Linked DNA regions of Gossypium hirsutum: region 2 is linked to region 1. Evidence: chromatin contacts called from public Hi-C data. All regions are on one chromosome and are shown on one strand. Each heading gives the region's core, a stretch centred on a gene start, on an enhancer-like site or on the middle of the called end of the contact. The rest is flanking DNA. Distances are from core to core; before and after follow the strand shown.

Region 1 (3,800 bases), core at 529-3,028:
AACCACTAGATTTGAGCCTAAATTAACAGTCCTCATACTACCAAAACTAGTAGGCTTAGCAGGCCCCATAGAGGACTTAAGGCCTGCACTTCCCCCACGGCCTGCACCATTACTAAAGCTCAAACCTTCTTTAGGCATTTCCTTAACCTTAGCCTTATTACCACCCAAAGCCTTATTCGCCTTCTCCTTCTCCTTTCCCCCTGAAATTCCTTCATCAGCCTCACCATTACCATTTCCCATCTCCCCCACCGCATTTAGTGCCATGAATCTGGATCCTAACGGTTCCTTCCTAGTTTTCACCACGTCATTATCCCGTAAATCCCTTTGACTACGCTGTGATTTCCTTTTCACCAATATTCATGGTCCGTACTCCGATCCTATCCTTCATTCTACTCCACCGACGACCTCGCTTAAGTTAGCAACCACTGCTTCTACATTACTTTTCTAGGTCAGATTTACCACCACTGACAGGCACAAATCCTTGACGTGCCCGTACTTACTGTAAAAAAACATATTGTTGAAGCGCCTCATATTCCACTCATTAGACGATGCCGTCGACCATAACCTGAGAAAGAAAATGCTTGTCAATGTTAATAAACATAGCCAGACGAGCGAACTGGCCTCTGGTTCTGCTATCAGTTTAAAAAATCCAGTTTTGCCACTTTTTCGACTAGCCCCCTGATGACCTCTATGTCTTCGATTTATATATAAATCTCGAGAGTTTCGATAGCCGGGTCCAAGCCATCACCACGCTGGGATATGGCTACGATGAAGTAAAATCTTTAGTCCAAGGTTGAACAGTAAGGTACTGGCCGTAAATGATCCATGGTCCCTGAGTCAATACTCGATTATAATCTTTATTGTTCTGAAACCTAACAAAAAAATAATTGTTTTCTATGTCCATGAGATGGAATGGTTTTGTAGGTTTCCATAGGCTGCTTATTTGATTATGAAGAGTGTTATAGCCAATGCTTCGCCCTAAAAGCTTGAGTACGACCGTCAATTCCATCTCTTTGAAGAGAATTTCTTAAATACTGTCCGAGAAGACAATTGCTGGAATCCCATTGACCATGGTCGTACTCACATCACCTTCTAACAACTCAAAATCACTTTCACTTCCCTCGCTAGGGTCATTACAAGCCATACCAAAAATGACTGCTCCTCCCCCTAAAAGCTTGTCCTTCCAAGACAAATTCGGGATTAGATAAGAGTCCACAACCATAGTAGCAACCTCTCCATCGATTCCTTCCTTAATCTCACTTTCTTAGTGTTCCGATCCCCATCAGATCTAGAATCACTAGCACCTCCGTTATCAGAATTTTGCATATTTTAAGAGCTTTTTTCTTTGACCATTCTTTATGCTTCCTTGTCAATCAACTTTTTAAAACCGTTGATAAATTTTTACTTTAACCCTTAATAAAACGGTCGAAAGAAAATTTATAAATGATCCAAATGAGAATATTTAAGGAATTAATAATATTAATTAAAACATTTAGTAGTATCTAAAATGATGATACCTATTTTGATGCATTAAGTGTATTAAGCAAGGGAGATTAGATGCAGAATGGTGAGATTTTGTTTAAATGATGATAGTTTAATGAACTGGAAAATAAATCCAATAAAAACAGATTACAATTATCCAATTTAATACAGATAATAAATAAATTTGAAGATTACAACTATCCAATCCCCATAGAAAGTTTGCAGATATTATAAGCAATATTTATAACTCCTTTCCTTATATTTAGTGCAAACATTTTCATTCAAACCCCGAAACAAAGAAATAGGATTAAATTGACAAATTTATAAAATTAAGATCTAAATTTGTAGTTTATCCAATAGCTTATTTTAATGTGTGTTTTAAAAGTTCAGAGAGGAAAAAGAGAGCTCGTCTACAGTTGATAAACCAACTAAACTTCCTCTTCAATCCTTCCATCCTTGCACTCCTGATGGACCAACAGCAACCACCGCCGCCAACCCCTAATGCTCCTCCTCCTTCCTCCGCCGTCGACCCACCTCCGCAACCACAGCCGCAGCCACAAATTCAACAACAAACAACGCCAACGCCCCCGTCCTCAACATCCTCTACCGCAATCCCTAACCCTAACCCCAACCCTATCCCGAAACCCTTACCTTCCGCCATACCACCACCGAAACAGCCGCCGCAGCCTAAACCAGCTCTCCCCTCTCATCAGCCAAGATCCGCCGCTGCATTCTCGAGGCCATGGCAACAGCACTCTGCCCAGTTCACTCATTTCTCTTCCTCTTCTCCTTCCGCCTCATCGTCTCCTTCCCCTTCACTTTCCTCTCAGCCGCGAGGCAGCATTGCCCTCGGTGTTCCTTCGTCCCATTCTGGCCCCTCGCCTCCTTCTCCTTCACCTCCGCAATCCACTCCGTTTACCGGTTCCTTTGGCCATTCCTTCGGTGGAACCTCTAGTTCCAATGTTTCCCAGGTTGGATTTTAAGCTTGTGGGTTATTTTCACTCACGATTTTGAGCTTTTGATGCTGAAATTTCCTCTTCTTGTGATATTTCTTTTTCATAGGCAAGGCCAATGATGCGAGGAATAGGGATGGGATCATCAGTTGGTTCAAGTTCACAAATGAGACCAGGTGGGATTTCTGCTCAGCATCAACAAAGGCCTTTGCAATCATCTCTTAGACCAACATCTTCACCAACTAGCCAGTCCCCTTCTACCCAAGTTAGTATTATTTTTAAGGATTAATGTATATTATTTCTTTTTATTAATTTAAATGACATTGATTTTTTGTCAATAATGTTCTAATAATGCTAAAAAATGTTAGTTGAATTTAAATGGTCGCAGTAATAACAGTTTTAGCATATTTTAATAGAGTTCTTAATAATGTTTTAGATTTTTAAGGCTGCTTAGAACTGTTGGTTGAATCTAGAAAATACTAATCCTTTCTCCCTGACTTGTATTATTATTTTTAATCTTAATTTGAATATAGTATTGGTAGGTTGAAGTAAGCTGCTTTAAGGAGTTCGTCAAGAGAGCTAAGGTGTTATTATCTACTATATAACACATTGTGGTTGCCAACAACCTCTTGGCTTCATAGCCAGATTCTTGTATTGTGTGGCATGAGACCTAGGGTTCGATCCTTAGCATACCAATCCCCATTCTCCTATCATCGAATGTGAAAGAAAAGAACACATTATTGTCATCATGATTATAAATGTTGGGTGAATTTGTGTTTGATGCCTTTCCTTGAATATTATGTGACCTTTTTTTTCCTTGTTTTCTTTTTCATTTTTTTGTAGAATTTCCAAGGGCATGGCCTTATGAGAGTGTCAGCGGTTGGTTCCTCTTCTTCAACACCAAGTACTCTACAAACTCCACAATCCCCTAATCAGCCGTGGCTATCATCTGGAGCGCAAGGGAAGCCACCTTTGCCACCCCCTTGGCATAGACCACAGCTGAGGGCACATATACCCCAGCAACATCATTCGTTGCAAACAGTTTCACAACAGCAGCATGTATCATCTCCACAGGTGCCACCGCAAAATATATCATCGATTCAGCAGCAGGAACATTTTGAGCAACAGTTTTCGCAATCAAGGGCCTCACAATCTCTACCTCATCAACAACAAGATTCCAGATCCCAGGGCTCTGCAAATCAAAAGCCTTCTTCTCTCGCAATGGTACAACCAAGCACAGTCCAGGTGACCCAAAACAAAGCAGCAATTACAGAAAGTGATGATTCTGGTGGTCGGATTCTTAGCAAAAGAAGCATCCATGATATAGTTAACCAGGTGAACTATTCTAGACTAGCTTACATTTAG
Region 2 (3,800 bases), core at 357-2,856, 270 kb before region 1:
CATCACTACAGCAAAACAAGCTTTTAGCGGCGTTTAGACAAAAAACACCGCTAAAAATCGAGCATTAGTGGCACTTTACGTAAAACGCAGCTAAAGATCGAGCATTAGCGGCGCTTTCCTCTAAAAATTAGCATTGCCAAACGATATCATTTTTTACCTTTCGGGGCTTTAGCGGCGTTTTTGGAAAAGCGCCCCTAATGCTCGGGGCTTTAGCGGCATTTTTTGGAAAGCGTCGCTAATGCTCGAGGCTTTAGCGGCGTTTTTGTAAAGGTGCCGCTAATGCCGGGGCTTTAGCGGCGTTTTTGAAAAAGCACCGCTAATGCTCAGGGATTTAGCGACGTTTTTGAAAAAGCGCCGCTACTGCTAGGGGATTTAGCGGCTTTTTTAAAAAAGCGCCGCTAATGCTCAGGGATTTAGCGGCGTTTCTGAAAAAGCGCCGCAAAAACATTTTATCTGTCTATTTACTATTTAATGGTTTATTTATATTAATTAAAATTCAATTTATTTTTAATTGAATATTTGTTAAAAATGGATAAATTTGAAATAATGACACGTAGAAATAATTTGAAATAAAAAACATAAAAAAATATTTGTTAAAAATGGAAAAATTAAAATACTATTATTTAAAATAATTTTAAATTTTTTTGGGTACATTACTAATTGTTTTTTAATTTATATATTAAATAATTTCTTATATAATCGTAAAAGAGATAGTATTAATTTTAAAATATTGAATTAATTATCACTATAGTTTAGGGTTTTTGGTTTAGGGTATATGACTAATTTAAGATTTAAGGCCGGTTTAGGAGTTAATAGTGTAAGGTTTAGGAAGTATGGATTTAGGGATTATGGTTTAAGGGTTGAGATTTAAGGTTTAGGGGTTAGGGGTTAGGGGTTAGGGGTTAAGGGTTAAGAGTTAGGGATTTAGGGTTTAGGGATTTAAGAGTCGAGTTAGGGTTTAGATTAGTTATTTTTTAATTAATATATTAAATATGTTTTTATATAATTGTAAAAGAGATAATAATAAATTTAATATATTGAAATTAAATTATTTAAGAGAATATAATAAATAGACTTTATATGTATTGAATGGTTAATTTAGGGTTTAAGGTTAAGGTTTACTTGAGATTTGTTAAATGATAAAATTTTATACAATTAATTAATGCCTTTATATTTAAAAATATTTAATCTAAACCATTTAATATATTTAAATATTAGTTTAAATAGAATTAATAAATAAGTTAAAAAAATTAATAGATTGATATGGATATATAGGTAATTATTTAATTTGGATAGGACCAAATTATAAGAAATAAAAATAAAATACAAAAATAAAATTGAAATAAAAAACTAAATTTTATAATTTTATCTAATTCTTATAAATATTACTTAAAATTTAATAATTATTTATTTAAAATTTATATGAAAGATACAATAATTAAATATTAAAAATATGCGAGCTTTAGCGGCGTTTTTAGCAAAAAAACGTCGTTACTATATACAAACGACGTCGTTTTGTTCAAAATAAATTAATTTTTGTGGTATTTTTATACAAACTCTGCAAAAGGTAAGCCGCAAAAAAAATCATTTTAATTTAAAAAAATCACACCATTTCCCCAAAAACAGATCAAAATCGACACCATTTCAAGAGAAGATAAACGGCGCCGTACCAAATCTAGGGCAAACAACCCCTCTTATGGTTAAAATGCTCTCATTTTTCAACCAAATCCAAACCCTAAATTGCGCCTCTCCCAATTTCTTCTTCACTTTGAGGTTTGAGTAGATCGATCATTTCCAGAGAATTCACTCAAGGACTGGAAATCCCTTCAACTCAATGCTCTTTTTTGACGATGAGGATAGGAACATACAAGCTGTAAGAACGAGTTTTCCTATCTTCTCGATTTTCCTGTTCTTTTGTTTTTATAACGCTGATTTTGGATTCTGGGTATTTGTATTTGTTTTTATAACAAGATGAATTGTTCGTTCATTTTTCTTCATAGACCAGTTTTTCAATGTGGAATGACATATAACTCTAGATTATTTTTCAAGGGAAAAGATGAATGTAGAGTTTATTTATGTCTTCAAGCCCAAAGTTTTTCAAATGTTCTTTTCTAGTCTAGAAAGGAAATTATTTGTTTTTACATTTAGCATGGTCTGTTTTGGTAGGTTTCTGAATGTGACAAGCAGAAGAAACCTGAGAAGGGATCTGTAACTTTGGAGGAAATAGGAAAAAGAAATACCAGTGCTGGAAATACTGCAGATGGTACTCAACTAGATGCAGAGATTGCTGGTCCAGAGAACATTAATGTAACAATATATAGTTTTATATATTGAAACAATATAAGAAGGCTACTTATCCAATACCGACCAATGATTCTGTTCAATTCGTTTACTTGATATGTAACATGATAACTAAATGTCTTATGTTGGAGAAGAAAAAAATGGAGCAAAAGGGACTGGGAAGAAGGCTACAATCAAGTATGTTTTTATTATATTTTTAAAGTTTCTTTTTCTGGGTTTGATATTTGAATGTTTTGATAGGATGGATTCTTTTTCTTTTTTTCTCTAATTTTGGTGGAAAGGGTGGGTTTTATCTCTGAACTGTGGTTTCTGTGACCGAAATTGAGTATAAAAATCGTAGGTTATAAGGTGTGCATTGGATGTTAATTTTATTAATTTAACTAGAGAGGAAATAAGAGACCGGCTAAGTTTGTTGGCAGTAATTGTTGTAAGATTGGATGTGCTTGATGGATGATTTAAGAGTGATTTTGAGTTGTGGACATGAGTTTCTCGATATATAGATGACAGAATCTTGAGTTATTACTAAGTGGTTCCTTACTTAAGTAGCTTGATTGAGGATCTTAGTATAGAGAGAATATCCTTTTCCCAGTTCTTATCGGTTTACTTCTGATAATTGTGCAGAATGATAGGTTTATTTCTTATTTTGTAGTCTCTGTCTAGAATTCTTGCTCTGAAGTTTGTCTATTTTATACGAGTTGAGTTTTCATGGTTTGCTGTTGCATTGTTTCTTCTATTCTTTGTTTTGTTATTGGAACTATTTCCAATTGTCTGGTTTACTTGAAATCCGATATTTGATTAAAGGGACCAAGTAGAGAGCACAAGTGAGAGCGAAGGCAGTGTAAGTGATGAAGTGCTTGTTGTTCCTTATAATAACTTAGCACCTATGTCTTGTGGTAATATTTTCTCATTATTCTTCTACTTGTGAATTTATTGTATTCCAAATATAACATCAAGAAAAATATAACAGTACATTAGAGTTCAGCAGATATTGCTGAATCTAAACAGCTTTTGGATAAGCTTGTTGTGGTGAAGTATAATGGAGCTTTGGGAAAGAATATGGGTTTCGGTGGTCCCAAGTAAGTAATTATCTAACTTCTGGAAGTTTGATACTTATTTTTTTTCTAAGAAAAGAGAAGCATTTCTTGATGATTCCATAGTTATATATTAAAGACTTGCCTCTACATAAATGAATATAGTTTTTGTGACATACATATATTTATATATGCTTTTTATATATGCCTCTACATTCATATATTTATATATGCTTTTTATATTATATTGTGCCAAATAAAGAGAATAAAAGTTTTAATTATTGATAGATTATGCTGCTTCTTGCATGACATTGTCTATTTTGTTTTAACTAGCAATTGTCAGGACCTTATCTTATCCAAACAAAGACCAAAAAAGAGATGAAAGAAAAACTGAATAGATTTGAAACCCATATGATGTATTGTATCATCCACTACATCTTCATCAATTCCTAATTGCTTTTAGAAGAA

What was found. A called contact is a pair of places that touch in the nucleus more often than the background predicts.
Region 2: a contact with region 1 is called in a Hi-C map of leaf, with 2.8 times the contacts expected there. The contact joins the promoter of LOC107949479 here to the promoter of LOC107949460 in region 1. A contact is called at or near these places in 4 of 34 Hi-C or Micro-C datasets (all in leaf).

The regions. Positions count from the first base shown.
Region 1 is chrD01:32,804,280-32,808,079 of Gossypium_hirsutum_v2.1, reverse strand. It overlaps LOC107949460 (transcription initiation factor TFIID subunit 12), which reads left to right and starts at 1,778. Exons shown (of 9, transcript XM_016884113.2): 1 at 1,778-2,453; 2 at 2,545-2,700; 3 at 3,279-3,770. The coding sequence starts at 1,950.
Region 2 is chrD01:33,077,025-33,080,824 of Gossypium_hirsutum_v2.1, reverse strand. LOC107949479 (UTP--glucose-1-phosphate uridylyltransferase) reads left to right here and starts at 1,606. Exons shown (of 4, transcript XR_005908960.1): 1 at 1,606-1,873; 2 at 2,167-3,139; 3 at 3,269-3,377.